3 separate regions of the Sus scrofa genome follow, and all the other regions are linked to region 1. Evidence: chromatin contacts called from public Hi-C and promoter capture Hi-C data. All regions are on one chromosome and are shown on one strand. The core of a region is the stretch at or near the end of the contact, and the rest is flanking DNA. Distances in the headings are between cores, read along the strand shown. Region 1 holds the start of NUBP1 (nucleotide binding protein 1). Region 2 holds the start of DEXI (dexamethasone-induced protein). Region 3 has its middle 47 kb from the start of EMP2.

The links. Promoter capture Hi-C pulls out the DNA fragments that hold promoters and counts their contacts. Hi-C and Micro-C count contacts between places; a contact is called where the count stands out from the background.
Region 2: a contact with region 1 is called in a promoter capture Hi-C map of liver, with 7 times the contacts expected there. A contact is called at or near these places in 4 of 5 promoter capture datasets (fetal liver, fetal skeletal muscle, liver and 1 more), 8 of 47 Hi-C or Micro-C datasets (embryonic fibroblasts, fetal skeletal muscle, liver and 3 more) and 2 of 2 datasets of targeted methods (alveolar macrophages and skeletal muscle).
Region 3: a Hi-C map of liver shows a contact between it and region 1, with 4 times the contacts expected there. A contact is called at or near these places in 5 of 5 promoter capture datasets (fetal liver, fetal skeletal muscle, liver and 1 more), 35 of 47 Hi-C or Micro-C datasets (adipocytes, adipose tissue, alveolar macrophages and 18 more) and 1 of 2 datasets of targeted methods (skeletal muscle).

The regions. Positions count from the first base shown.
Region 1 is chr3:32,330,505-32,333,073 of Sscrofa11.1, forward strand. NUBP1 (nucleotide binding protein 1) reads right to left here and starts at 1,298. Exons shown (of 11, transcript NM_001243382.1): 1 at 1,243-1,298; 2 at 1,054-1,158. The coding sequence starts at 1,261.
Region 2 is chr3:32,158,936-32,161,504 of Sscrofa11.1, forward strand. DEXI (dexamethasone-induced protein) reads left to right here and starts at 1,287. Exons shown (of 2, transcript XM_003124598.4): 1 at 1,287-2,240. The coding sequence starts at 1,807. The coding sequence ends at 2,094.
Region 3 is chr3:32,496,485-32,499,053 of Sscrofa11.1, forward strand. No RefSeq gene overlaps it. Among named protein-coding and RNA genes, the nearest start is that of EMP2, 47 kb to the left of the region's middle.

The DNA.
Region 1 (2,569 bases), core at 48-2,547:
TCTTTTTTTTTTTTTGTCCTTTTTAGGGCCCCACCCGTGACATATGCAAGTTCCCAGGCTAGGGGTCGAATTGGAGATGCAGCTGCCAGCCTGCACCACAGCCACATCAACTCGGGATCCAAGCCATGTCTGCGACAGACACCTCAGCTCATGGCAACGCCAGGTCCGCAACCAACTGAGCAAGGTCAGGGAACAAACCAGCGTCCTCATGGATACTAGTCGGATTTGTTTCCGATGAGCCATGACAGAAACTCCTATTTTTTTCTCCATTTTTGATGAGGGAATGGAGGCTCAAAAAGGTTAAGACTGTTGCACAGTCACACTATGTGCAGTGGTCCCAAGAATCAAACCCGCGTCTCTCTTTGAATTCCTTCAAAATTCTTCCCCTAGCCTGCTTTTTAAGATCTCAGTAGGCTCTCACTCTTCAGTTTCTCTTTCGCAGTATTTACTACTGTGCTGATGTGGTTACTGTGGGTCTCCCCTATTAAACACACTTTCCCTAGTGATCTCATCTACCTCTTTCACAACTGATTCCCCAGCATGGAGCACCGCGCCTTCAAGTGATTGACACGTACTTTTGTTGAATTAATGGAAGAATCGCTCCTCAAAAGAAGGAAAAGTTTGTCCAAAGAGAGCAGCTGGTGAAGCTAAGATTTAAGCCCTAACTACCCAACTTCAATCACTCCCGGTTCCTTGGGGTGACCGCCTCCTCCCGACCACTTCTAGTTACTGTCACTCAAACCTCTGGCCCCACCCACCCCTCACCGGCAGCCCTGCTAAAACCCCTCTGGATTCCACCCAGACAAGGTATCAGAAGCCATCCGCCCAATGTTCCCCGCCTTTAAAGTGCCCCGCCCCTCTGGGTCTCGCTCCTGTCACTCATTCCTAAAGCCCCGCCCCTTACTCTGAAGACGCTTCCTCGTTTCGCCTCCCTGGGCCCTGCCCCTGTCACTCAACCTTCAGGTCCCCAACCCATAACCACCCCCACCCACACGCCCCGCCTCTTCCGGGACAGCGATGTCCCCTTCCTGTTCAAGTCGCGCCCTTGCTTACCCGGGTCCGGCGCGGCACCAGCTCCAGAAGCGCATAGCCGCTGGTTCGGACACCCCTGACATGAAGCCCCTCGACCCGCCTGGGCACTGCCGGTCCCGGGACAGTCTGCACGGAGAAAAGATCACCATTCAAGTGGCTCCTGTCTTGTCAGTCCCGCCACTCCCCCAACCCCCGCTTCCGCGCGCTCACCGTGCGGTACCTCCTCCATTCTGCTGCTTTGGACGCCTCTGCGGTCACCGGAAACTGCCGTTGCGTATTTCCGCCTCGAGGCGCCCAATCTGATCCTCCAGCTGCGCGAAATAAATCTCAGCGAGAGGGCGTGTGTACCGCAAATCCTGTGGTCGGGAGCTTGAGGCGTTTCTGTTCCTTTTAAAATTGAGCTGCAGAGATCTATCCCAAGCACTTTAGTAGGTATCTCCTAGGAACAAAGGCGTTATCCTACATGACATCGGTGCCATTTTCATACCCGAGAGATTTGACATTGCTGCAAAATTGTTGGCACACTATTCATTTACTCGGCTGTTCCAAATAGGGCTCCACCCCCAAGTCGCACTTTATCTTTTGTTCGCTCCAATTTCTTTTGAAGAGCCCGCCGCCTCCGCCTCCTCCCACTCCCACTCCCCCGTTAGATTCAGGTTAAAGTTTTTAGCAGAATGTTCTTACCTTTGTATCACAGCAGAAGCACATAATGCCAATCAGTGGACGTCGTTATTGGTGATGTGAGGGCTTGATCACTTGATCAAGATGGTGTGTGTCCTCTTTCTCCAGGGAATGGTACCGTTTTCCATTTGTAATTAATAGAGACTCTCTGGGGGTGATCCATTAAGATCATGTGAATATCCTGTTCTCAATCAACCTTTCACTCAATGGTTTTAGCATCATTCTTACCTGGATGGGTTACATAGGTGTTTGCAAAATTGTGCTTTTTCTCAGTTCTGTCATTATCTATTATCTGAGTTAATTAACTGCCATTCCTCAGTAAATAAGAGATTCCTCCCCGCCCTTTTTGAGACTCACGGACCTTTAAAATATTCTATATTTAATACATTATTCTCTCTGGTCAATTTCTTACTCCCCTCCGTCAGTTTAGCCCGTGAAGCCTAGTCAAGCCAGGTCCTGTGTTACGGACACTAATCCAACATCTTTGTGCTTGTTCTTTCCAACACAGTAAGACTGTGCAGGTTCCCCTTCTATTTGCTCCAGCTATTGCTCCAAGGACCCCCTCGTTGCTTTTCCTGGAGAATGGTGTTTATTTTTTGTCTTGTTAGGGCTGCACACCCAGCACATGGAGGTTCCCGGGCTGCAGGTCGAATTGGAGCTGAAGCTGAGGGCACCAGAGCCATAGCAATGCCAGATCTGAGCCGTGTCTGTGACCTACACCACAGCTCACGGCAACACCGGATCCAAGAATGGTGTTTAGAAATCAAAATGTGGATACTCAGTGTGCTCATTACTACTGGCGTGTCACTGCTTACAGGTTTGGGACAAATTTTAAAGAGTGAACAAACGTCCTCCT
Region 2 (2,569 bases), core at 37-2,536, 170 kb before region 1:
CAAAATTGAACGTCCTGTACTTTCAGAGTTCTCTGGTCTTCACCCAAAATCCATACCATTTCCAAAACAACCACGTTTTTAAAAATAAGGAAATACCCAGCTTCCTACACCAGCCAAGATGTATCTACATTTCTCTTCTGGATTAGGAGGGAGAAATTTTGTGGAGGCAATTTTTTTCCTATGTATTCATTTCTACACCTCATAGTTATCAAAGGTCTACTGTGTCGCTTAGGACAGAATTGGACTAAGAAGCCAATGTTCTCCCCAATGCCTAGCACAAAGTTTGGCACATAATAGGTGTTCAACAAGTGTTGGCAGAGTGAATAAATGAATGACAGTTTGTTTCATTTTCACCAGTTGGAGGATTAATGGTTTGCTCTGCAGTTCACCTAAAGGAGCAAGAGACAGTCATGGAGAAAATAGGGCAGGTTCTGTCCTCCAAACACCCACAGGCCCAGAAGCTTCCAGAGTCCTTCTGTTTCTCAGTTTTCTCGTCTGTAGAAAGGGATGACATACTACACTTCCCCATCTGGCTGCAATTAAGCAATGCATGTAAAGCACCCAGCTCAGTGTGGCCTGCTTAACTGCTTTGGAGGGTGCTTTGGGCAAGATCAGTTGCTTGGTGGATGTACAGGTGTTGCCCCTGAGGAGGGGAATCAGAGGGAAATTACTTTTCTGTGTATTTCTTGGTTAAAACCACGTGCATTATTACTGCTTTAAAACAAGTTTCTCAAAGTAAAAACAAGAAGCAATTCTCCTGCTGCAGACCTGACCTGCCTTATTACGCAGATTCCCCCCACTCCCATCCCGCCCCGTACCGCGGGGCTGGACCTTCCAGCAGCCAGAATTTGGAGAGATGAAGGGGACTGGTCGATCTTCCCCACCGAGGACAATTTGCCACTTCAGGGAAATCCAAAATTTTCACTGGTAAGGTCCACCGCCCCGACCCTGCCTCTTTTTTCAACTGGTAAATTGACTCCCAAAAAGGCTTGGCGCCAATACTCAAATCCAGCAGGTGCTAATGAAACCAAGGTTTCCCTCAGTTTTGGTAGCCTTAGGATACGTCTAGGTTTGAAATGTGTTCTAACTCTTTCCCTTCCCCCTACTCCGTCGCGGATTCACTGAGAAAATTGTATTCCAGATCTGCTCTGAGTCCGGAACTAGGAAAGAAACTCAGCAGCCAGCACCTCGAGGGGCGGAGCGCGGAGGTACCCGCCCATCTGACGGCTCGGGCCAATCAGTGTTGGCTTTGAGGTTACCAATCAGCGCAGGCTGGGGCGGCGGGCCAATCAGCGCGGGGCTGCTCCGGAGGCGGTGCTCGGAATGCGACCAGGAGAGCGACGCGGCGGCCGCAGCTATGGGCGCTGGGCCTTCGGGGGCGCGGAGAGGGCTCGAGGAACGGCTGGGCGCGGCTGAAGAGACCGCCGCCGGGACTGGCCCTTGAGATGACCCGCGGCGAGGGTCCCCGCAGGCGCTGCGAGGGCCCGTGAGCGCGAGCGGGACACATCGGAGGAGCCGGGCAGCCGCCGGCTACTTCAGGGGGATCCGCCTGACCGCTGGGCAGATCTACAGGGCCGTGTGGGCACCTCTGGGGGTGGGGTGACCCGCCTGGCACGTTTCGGGGGCCCGGGTGCGTCTGCAGGGGCCAACGCACATCCCCCGGGGCACCGCCGGGGCCCAGCGCCGCCTCGGCCAGCCCCGGGGCGGCCCTGGATGGCTGAGCTGCCCGCTCGCCGGCTGGCCGGGCGCCGCAGCGGCTGAGCTCGCTGAGATCGCCGGGCTGCTGCCGCCCTCGCCGCCCCCTGCATGCCCGGCGCCCGGGTCGCGGCCCACCTGGACGCGCTGGGCCCCCTGGTCCCCTCCGTGCCGCCGCCGCTGCTACCCTCTATGTTCTACGTGGGCCTTTTTTTCGTCAATGTGCTGATCCTATACTACGCCTTTCTCATGGAGTACATCGTCCTTAACGTGGGCCTAGTCTTCCTGCCCGAGGACATGGACCAGGCGCTCGTGGACCTCGGCGTGCTCTCTGACCCCGGCTCGGGCCTCTACGATGCCGATTCGGAGCTCGACGTCTTCGATGGTTACTTGGAGTAGGCTTGGCTGCTGTCCCCCGCTCCCCCTACGACCCGCAACCCTCGACCTGGACCAGCGCCTAGATCATGCTGCCGCTGCTGGTTGAGGGCACCGTCAGGCCAGGGATGGGACCCCCAGGACGAGGCCCTCTCCGGCCTCCAAGGCCTGTAAGTGCCCTCTCTGCGCAGGATGAGGGCGGGTTGGGGCGCTGGCTAGGAAGAGGGAGGCATCCCAAGCCGGACACACAACCCTACCCCAGACTTTTGATTCCTCCATCCACTTCCCCTAGGTCTGTTTGGATGCCAGGAATGGCTGGACTCTTTTGAGACTCTTAGGGCAGGAAAGCTTCCCCTTAGCAAGGCTTACAGCTGGTGAAGAAGGGAAGGGAGGCAGGACCTAAGTGGCATCTTGGTTAGCCATAGTACCAAGTGCCAAAACTTGTGGGAAAAGCCTTTGCACCCAAATCCATTTAAGGCAGACCTGTCAACTCCTCCCC
Region 3 (2,569 bases), core at 52-2,551, 170 kb after region 1:
AACTCCTGGATTGTTTTTTATTATTATTATTTTTAATTTTTTTGTCTTTTTGCCTTTTCTAGGGCTGCTCCTGCGGCATATGGAGGTTCCCAGGCTAGGGGTCTAATCGGAGCTGTAGCTGCCAGCCTACACCAGAGCCACAGCAATGCAGGATCCAAGCTGTCTACGACCTACCCCACAGTTCACGGCAAGGCCGGATCCTTAACCCACTGAGAGAGGCCAGGGATCAAACCCGCAACCTCATGGTTCCTAGACGGATTCGTTAACCACTGAGCCATGATGGAACTCCTGGATTGCTTTTTTAAACAACAAACATTTATTGTCACACAAATGTTGACACTCAGGAATCCAGTGACAGAGTAGCTGGGTGGTGTTTGCTTTCCTGTCTTATAGAAAGTGGACCTCATCTTTGAACCTGAGAATTCCTGCCTCCCAGCCCTTGACCCAAGCTATGTCCCCAGGCTGGTCCTCTGCCTGGAAGGTCTCTTTCTGAATCCCATGTATCCTCTCTTCTGCTCAGCTTTTTGCCTCCGCAACATGGATCTTTAGTCTAGAGCCAGGTGGAGCAAACTACTGGCTTGCTGGCCAAAGTCTTGCCTTTTTTGTGGCCCTCAAGCCAAGAGTGCTTTTTCAGTCTTAACATTATAAGAAAGGCAGAGAAGAATATGCCGCAAAGACCTAATGTGGCCTGTAACACCTAAAATACTTACAATTTTACTTTACAAATAAAGTTTACCAGCCTCTGGCTAGAACTGGACTTGCCTGTCCCTGTAAATCTCCAGACCATTAGATGCTCCACCAGTTTAGATTACAAGCCTCGGGCAGAAAGAACCTCAGTAAAGCCATGCTATCTTCCATTTTGGTCATTAAATGAACCATCCTGGCCAGTGATCGACTTCTTGTAGCGGCTTACTGAAGCCTCTGTGAAGGTGAACCTGGCAACATCCTGATGTGTTTCTACAAGTTTTTCTGAAACTGAGAACATTCACTGGTCACTGGCTGGTACGGATTAGGGAAGAGTTTAAACCAGGGTTAAACCGCGGTCCATGTCCAGCCCACCACTGGATTTTGTAAACGAAGTTTTACTGGCCTGCAGCCACCTGCTAATTTGCATATTGCTCAAGGCTGCTTTCAAAGTCAGGGTTGAGTTGCCGAAAAAGAGACCATACGGACCCACATGTGAAACATTTACTAGCTGGCCTTTTACAGAACGTTTGCCAAACCTTGGTGTAAACCAAATGTTTTGCAATAGCAAAGCCAGGGCCCCTGCTTCCCAGGCTGGAACCGCAGATCCCGGCTGCCCTCTGTGCTGCCACCTGTGCCTGTGGCTTGTAGCACCCAAATGTAGTGTCAGTCAGGGTCCTTAGCTGCAAGCAACAGTGTCTCTGGCTAATGTACACAGAAAAGGAATTTATTAAAAGGAAATCAGGTCACTACCCCCAGCCCCACCCCCATTGCCTCATATTTCTTCTCAGAACACTCTTTGGTAAGGAAACCACACAAGGTGGTGGCACTTATACCAAGGACTTGATCTGTATCCGTGCCACCCATATGTCTTTAAAGTTTTTTAATTTAAAATTTTATTTTTTGTTTTTGGCAGCACCCTAGACCTGTGGAAGTTCCCAGGCCAGGGATCGAACCCGAGCCACAGCAGTGATAATGCTGGTTCCTTAACCCTCCGAGCTACCAGGGAATTCCTACCCCTACAGCTTTAGATTCAAAGCCAGGCACAGTGCATCTGATTGATGATGTCTGGGTCACATGACCTTGGCCTCACTGCAAGGGAGGCTGGGAGATGATTAGCAGGCATTGTCAGTATTGTTCGTTTTGTTTTGTTTTGATCTTTTTAGGGCCGCTCCCGCGGCATGTGGAGGTTCCCAGGCTAGGGGTCTAATCGGAGCTGTAGCCACCTGCCTATGCCAGAGCCACAGCAATGAGGGATCCGAGCCGCATCTGCGACCTACACCACAGCTCACGGCAAGGCCGGATCCTTAACCCACTGAGTGAGGGATCAAACCCGCATCCTCATGGATTCTAGTCGGGCTTGTTAACTGCTGCACCACGATGGGAACTCCAGTATTGTCTGTTTTTACAGTAGGAGGTAAGTTTTGCAAACCAACCAGAGACTCAGAAGGAAGGGAATTCTCCAGACAAAGGGAGGACCTTCAGATACTGGGCTGTCAAATACCTGCTAAATCCCATCAGAAGCCCAGTTCTCTATCTACCTACGGCTAAGCCAGTGTATCCTAAGCTTTATGGCCCATACCTCGTCTACACGCTTTTTGCTGGTAGGTGTGTACATCCTGCACTATTCACTGAACATTTTTCCTTAAATCTACTTTTTTTTTAATATAAATGCATTCATTCAAAAGAAAAAATAAATACAATTTATTTCAAACTACAAATTTATAAAGTAAATTGAAGATCAACATTTTTTGTCATAAGTGACCCAGTTAAAAACTAGATATGATTAAAAATAAGAATGTTATTAAATGCATATTTCAAATGGTTGTTTGCAGGAGGTTTTGAGCCCTAGGACTGCTCTTTCCTAACTAAGAAAGGTTAACAA